2 separate regions of the Ovis aries genome follow, and region 2 is linked to region 1. Evidence: chromatin contacts called from public Hi-C data. All regions are on one chromosome and are shown on one strand. The core of a region is the stretch at or near the end of the contact, and the rest is flanking DNA. Distances in the headings are between cores, read along the strand shown.

Region 1 (3,375 bases), core at 437-2,936:
CACAGGCCACAAGGGAAGTCTCTTAAAATTTCTCTGGGTGTGGGCCCTTGTAAAAGTCTTTATAGAATTTGGTACATTTGCTTCTGTTTTATGTTTTGCTTTTTTCCCCTGGAGAGGCATGTGGAATCTTAGCTCTTCTACTACGCGAGCACAAGGTGGCGCTGGTGAGCCGTAGGCGGCGGATCCGCGTGCCTCGCGTGGGCCACCTCCTCAAGGCTCCAGGTCCCAGGTGCTATCTTCTCGGGTTGCACAAGTGCTCTGGGTGCCCCCAAATGCAGGCCCTCGCGTGATCATGGTGATAGGCAGGATCTCCCACACACCAGATCCCCAAGGATCCCTCCAAAAACTTGGACATCTGGTGGCCGTCACCCACACCAGGAGAACCTGGGGTTCAGAATGTCACTGCCCACTGTCCCCACGAGGGCATCGCTTCTTTAAGCACCAAAAACTGGGGACACCCCAGATAGGGGCCTTTTCTTTCTCTTCTCTGCCCTGGCTCCCACACCTCCTTTGGGTCTTTTCCTGTGATAAGTTTCTGCTTCCTGGAGCCCTGGCCCCCACCTGTCTACCTCCTCACCTGCCTCACGTTCTCCAAAGTTCTTCTGGCAATGGGGCCTCACAGGTTTCCCTTTATTTTCTTTTACGTGGATTGTTTTCCTTGGAGCTAGCCCAAGTCTGCCAAGGCAGGGGTTCTGTCTGACCGTCACCCTGTGCCTGGAAAAACCCCTGGCACCAGTAGGTGCTCAGTGAACACTTTCCAAATGCACCAACGTGCCCAGGGGTGGGAGCGGGGGAGGGGGGGCCTGGAGCCGGTTGTCGGCTGTCAATCCTGTCCAGACACACTGCTGTGCCTGCCACTGTGGCAAGGTCTGTTCTCCAGAGGGTGCTGATAACCTTGGGTCCACAGTGCCTCCAGTTTCAGTTCTTTGCCTCCCCAGTAGCTTCTAATTCAAGTGCATGCTTGGGGGAATGTTCTCAACTGTCAGCCCTGCCTTTGAGGGGCTGGCTCTTCTCATTAAGTGTAGCTGGAGGTAGGACTCCCCTCACACCTCTGGGCTGGAGGTGCTGCAGGTGAGCGGCTGGGTCACCATTCATTTTTTCCCCTCATTTTGTTAAAAAATATTTTGTTGAGTTCTGCCCCTAGGCCACAGAAGCGGAGCCCAGAACCAAGGTCACCTCCGAAACTAACTGAGCCCCTTTGTAACCCTTGCCAAAAGCCCCCTGATCATCACGAACAAGCTTCCTGACTCCCAGTTAGACAAAGAGGCCCACTCTAATAAACACCCTACAGTGCCCCAACCAATCACCTAATGCCAACCTTCCATAGCAATTTTGTCCTGAGGCTATAAAAATTGGCTGTTAATGCATGAAAACTCTTGAGTCTCCCTGCTCTGTCAGGAGTTTGGCCTGCTGCGCCCTCTTCAGCTCTGCTCTTGGTTCTTAATCAACACCCTCCCTTATGAAATGCTCTGCACCTGGAAACTTTTCCAACCCATGCTCAGACTGCCTCAACGTATTTATTTCTTTGGCTGCGCTGAGTCTCAGCTGCAGCATGTTGCGTCTTCATCGCATTATGTTGGATCTTCCCTCGAGGCTTATCGGCTCAGTAGTTGTGGCGTGGGGCTTAGTTTCTCCAGAGCAAACCCTTGTCCCCTGCGTTGCAAGGCAGATTCTTAACCACTAGACCACCAGGGAAGCCCCTGGGCCGCCATTCTTGCTGCTATGCCTGGTTCAGAAGACAGGCCTGGGCCGAGCAGCCTGCCCCAGGAGCTCAGCGGGCGTGCGAGTAGGGTTTCCTCGGTCAGTGGGACAGGAAGCCCCTGCAGTGCCTGGTGTTGGGGCCCCTTGAGGAGTGATGACGGGGGATAAGCTCGTGGTGGTGGGCGCCATGGTGAGGAAGAGCGCCCTGACCATCCAGCTCATCGAGAACCACCCTGTGGACGACAATGCCGCCATGCAGGTGAGCCGACTTTTGTCCACAGCCTGGCTCCTGACAGGGGCTTGTCCTCCACTCGCTCTGCAGGAGGGGTCCCCTTGTCTAGGTCCTGGGGGCACAAGAGGAGCGAGGGAAGGTCCCCTCCTACGAAGGCTGGCTGCCTCTAAGCTCCTACTGGAAGCAAGTGGTCACTGATGGGGAGACCTGCCTACTGGACACAGCAGGCCAGGAGAGTCAGCGTCATGGAGACCAGTACATGAGCACCAGGGAGGGCTTTCCCCTGGGTGCTTGCATCAGCGATACTGAGTCCTTCAAGGGCATCCACCAGCCCTGGCGAGCTGACCACTGGCCTTCAGGGGCTTCCTGTCCTCTCTGTGGCCCCAAGTGCAGCCCAGCCCACAGGCTGCCCACTGGATCACGCCTTCCCCCTTGTAGGGAGCAGATCAAGTGGGTGAAGGCCTCAGATGGCATACCTGTGGTGCTGGTGGGAACAAGTGTGACCTGGTCATGGTTCCATGGAGTCTCAGCAGGCCAGAACCTCACCCAAAACTGCAGTGTTCCCTGCAGTGATGTGTTGGCCCAGATGCACCAGGTGGAAGCCCCCCTCCCTGCCCCCCATCCAGCCAGGGCCCTGTGCCACCCCCACTACCTGGGAACAGCACTCAGGGCCCCTTCTCCCTCCATCCAGGGCAGCTGCTCGACCTCTGGCTCCAGCTAAGGGAACCCCTGGAACCCACTGCGATTCCCGTGAACCAGCAGCCCCTCAAGCTGTGAGTCTCCCCAGGAGGCAGGGGCAGCGAGGGAGTCCAGGACCTTGGTCTGGGCTGGCACAGCTCCCAGGGGAGGTGGAGGTCCCCAGAGAGAGCTGCCCTGAGCCAAGCAGGAGCGGTGACCCTTTGGCCCTGGCCCATGTGCCCGCAGAGTGCCCCAAGGTCCCGGTCAGCTCTGACCCCACAGTGGGCAGTGGGAGGGCTGCTGAGGACATGTATTCCAGTAGGGTGCCCCTGGAGCCCGATACAAGCAGGACCCAGCTCCCCATTTGTGGGGTGAATGGGGAAGGATCTGGGATTCTGCTTGAGGCGGAGACAGTGTTCCCCTTGAGCCGGTGCCCTCTTCCACTGGTGCGTGAGATCCGGCAGCACGCCACCCGAGGAGGGGGCCCTAGGCTGCCTGAGCTCAGGTGCTGCTCCTGACAGGTGTGGAGGGGGCACGGAGGTGTCCAGTGTGATGTGGGAGGGGGTGTGTGAGGTGGGTGTGGGGAGGAGGAGGCAGGGAAGAAAGGAAGTGCCACTGGAGCCTGGCCAGCCCAGGTTGGTGGACAGAGTGACTGAACTGATGCTCCCTGCCCGCCAGCTGTTGCTCTCCTGGAGCCCAGCCCTGGCCCACCGGGCACAGGCTGAGTGGCAGTCAATCATCCGATGGTCTTGATCCTGGGGTTT
Region 2 (3,375 bases), core at 583-3,082, 87 kb after region 1:
AAGCGCAGGGAGCCCTCCCACGCCCGACCTGGGCCTCAGCTCTGGCCGCTTGTCCTTGCAGATCAAAGGCTTGGAGTGGCTGGTGTCCCTGTACAACAACAACCTGAATGGCATCCTGGCTGACGAGATGGGCCTGGGCAAGACCATCCAGACCATTGCGCTCATCACATACCTCATGGAGCACAAGCGTATCAACGGGCCCTTCCTCATCATAGTGCCCCTCTCGTGAGTGCCGCCCGAGCTCAGACACCCATGTGTTAGTTTGTCCGGGCCACCCTCGTGAAGGACCACAGCCTGGGTGGCCTTACCACAGGCCCTACTTCCCTGGAAGCCCGAGTTTGGGTCCAGGGTGTCTGCAGGCCTGGTTTCCCCGAGGCCTCTCTCCTAACCTTGCAGACAGGGCCTTCTCCCCATGTCTTTACTTCGCCTTCCCTCTGTGTGTCTGCACCCTCATTTCCTGTTCTTATAAGGAAGTCATATAGTCTTGGATTAGCGCTCACCCTAAGGACCTCATTTTTATTCATTACCTTTTTTTTTGTTTTCTAATATTTATTTACTTGGCTGAGTGAGGTCTTAGTTGTGGCACGCAGGATCTTTGTTGCAGCGTGCGGGCTTTTTGCTGTGGTTCACACCCCCAGTAGTTGGGGCACACGGGCTTCTCTCTAGTGCTCCCAGGCGCTAGAGCACAGGCTTAATAGCTGTGGCGCACAGGTCTAGCTGTTCCGCGGCGTGTGGGATTCTCCTGGATCAAGGATTGAACCTGTGTCTCCTGCATTGGCTGACGGACTCCTTGCCGCTGACCCAACAGGGAAGCCCTGCATCGGGTTGTAGTTGTGGCTGGCTCAGTAGTTGTGGAGCACGGGCTTAGTTGCCCTGCAGCATATGGGATCTTAGTTCCCCTACCAGGGATCAAACCCACATTCCCTGCCTCAAAAGGTGAATTCTTAACCACTGGACCACAGGGAAGTCCCTTCATGACTTCTTTAAAGATCCTATTTCCAAACATAGTTGGGCTCTGGGTATGAAGATGTCTGCATGTGAATTCTAGGGGGACCCACCCAGCGCACAGCTGCCTGTTTCTGGGTTCAAGGCACAGGGGTAGAGGAAGGGCAGGTTCTGGGGTGCCTGCCCATATAATCCCTGTTGGGGCAACTCTCATAGGCTGTCTTTGGTGTCCTCTTCAAGTCCTTCAACCAGCAGGTTCCGCTCCAGGTTGTCACGGGAGTCAGATAACCCCCCGCTAAAAGCATGGAGTTTTGGTGTTTGTTCAGGTGCTGTTTCCGCTTCCTGCTAGGGCTCTGAGCTATACCGGTTGCATCCCAGCCCAGTCCGGGCACCACAGATGCTCAGCTGTGGTGTCTGGTACCTGAATGGCATCCTGTGGAAGCGCTCACTTGCAATCTCTTGGTGGTACCAGCCTCTTCCTCCCCACAGACATGCTTCTGGGGCCGAGATTCCTTAGCTACTCCGGGGCTGCCTCTTCCTAGCTCTGCATATGACACACGATGGTTCTTCTGCCTGTAGGGTTTTTCCAGAAGTCCTGGGACTGGCTGTCCTTGACCTGGTTCCAGTCACATGTTAGGCGGCAGTCCAGCTGCGGGCCCAGGGGATGGTCTGCTCTGATGTGGCCAGGCCTGAGTGTGTGCACTCAGGCCTGGCTCAGAAGGGGAAGCCCTTGCCTTCGGCCCAGTGTGCAGTAGGGGCCACGTCAGCTGTCGAGGCGGGCAATGGGAAACCATGTCCTCATCCCCCAGCCCATGGGAACATACTTTCCTGCCTGGAAGATGGCCAGGCCTCCAGACGCCATGCACCCATGGCTGAGGGGCCTCAGGAGCCTCCACAGTTTACTGGGAGAAGTTGATTTCCCCCTTTGCTTTCTCTTGCTTATGGTGGTGTAAATCTTCTTGTCAGTGCCCGTGGCCCTCACCTGTGTACTGTCCACAGCTCTCCAAGGGCCCCTGTCCCCTCCCTTCTGTTTAGGTGGGACTTTATCTCCACCAGAATAGTTCTGTGTCTAGCGTGCTATGCGACAGACTGGGTTTGTCTTTTCTTGGCTGCACCTTGCTGTTTTCGGGATCATAGATGAGAAAGTAGATAGTCATAGAGCTTCTCAGTACCCTCAGCAATGAGAGCATGGAGTCCTAACCACTGGACTGCCAGGGAGGTCCCATGGTTTGTCTCTTTTTTGGCATACGTTTCTTTAAACTTTATTTTGTATGGGAGTATAGCCGATTAGCAATGTTGTGACGGTTTCAGGTAGACAGCAAAGGTGCTGAGCACATGACAAGCTGTTCAGCATCTCTAATAGCTGGAGAAATGCACGTCAAAACTACAGTGAAAAAAAAAAAACTACAGTGAGATACCAGTTGTTAATTTTCATTTTGAAAATTTTTTAAGACTTACAAACAACTGCAAAAGCAGCTTAAAAAGTTCCTGCACACCTTCTACCTGGCCTCCCAGAGCTCACATCACCTTAGGACAGTTTTAACACCAGGCTAGTAACAGCGCGGTGGTAAATCATCACTAACTGTTAGTGACTCCGGAGACACGGTTCAGATGTTGTCAGTTGAAGACCTTTTTCTGGTCCAGGGTCCCTCCCCTGCCTTTTGTTGTCGTGTGTTGTGATGTCTCCGTGACAGCTGCCCAGCTCGGCTTTGTTCTTCTTGACCTTCGTGAGCCTGAATCCCGGGCAGGTATTTGGTAGACCATCCCTCCTTAGGGCTCATGTGATGTGTCCTTCTTTCTGGAATTCTGGCAAGAACCTTCAGGAGGGGCTCTTGTGCCCTTCCTGAGGCTTCACATCAGAGGCCACAAGTCCAGGGCTCCACAACAGGAGAGCGTCACTTTGGTCTGTCCTTTTATCTTTTGGCCGGATGGTGCAGCACGAGGGATCTTAGTTCCCCGACCAAGGTTCAAACCCTTGCCCCTGCAATGGAAGCATGGAGTCATAACCGCTGGACCACCAGGGAATTCCCCGGTTTGTTCTCCTTTTGTGGTGCCTGCTGGTTTTCCCATGCAAACAAAAAAGTTTTCCTTTGTGATTTATAAGTATCCCATGGGAAGATACTGAGAAACTCTGTGACTATCCCATTTCTCATCATACTCTTCTCTGTAATTTCAACATCTATCAGAAACTCTCGCCTGAAATGATGATCCCCTGGAAAGTGCCCAGGCAAGGTTTTCTCTTTCCAGTGTTCCTTCCGCAGTCTTGGAATCCACTGCAAGGGAAAGCTGTCTCTTCTCCCCCGTGTGATAGTTTAATGGTTTAGTTCTTCATAGCAGCATAGGCTCATGGACTGTATCATTAAGGATTTTGCTGAAGAAAGAAAGTGAAAGTAAAGTCGCTCAGTCATGTCCAACTCTTTTCGACCCCAT

The links. A called contact is a pair of places that touch in the nucleus more often than the background predicts.
Region 2: a Hi-C map of tail adipose tissue shows a contact between it and region 1, with 3 times the contacts expected there. The contact joins the enhancer-like site here to the promoter of LOC114114919 in region 1. A contact is called at or near these places in 6 of 16 Hi-C or Micro-C datasets (blood, hypothalamus, liver and 2 more).

Annotation. Positions count from the first base shown.
Region 1 is chr5:13,213,613-13,216,987 of ARS-UI_Ramb_v3.0, forward strand. It overlaps LOC114114919 (GTPase HRas-like), which reads left to right and starts at 1,687. Exons shown (of 4, transcript XM_027970563.2): 1 at 1,687-1,948; 2 at 2,073-2,269; 3 at 2,372-2,430; 4 at 2,625-2,710. The coding sequence starts at 1,856. The coding sequence ends at 2,710.
Region 2 is chr5:13,300,634-13,304,008 of ARS-UI_Ramb_v3.0, forward strand. SMARCA4 (SWI/SNF related, matrix associated, actin dependent regulator of chromatin, subfamily a, member 4) reads left to right here. Exons shown (of 34, transcript XM_027969668.2): 16 at 62-225. Among named protein-coding and RNA genes, the nearest start is that of SMARCA4, 45 kb to the left of the region's middle. Within about 2 kb of position 1,833, at least 4 of the 54 cell types and tissues checked have an H3K27ac peak or open chromatin away from gene starts, as enhancers often do. A contact at or near this core is called in tail adipose tissue, where this site is marked.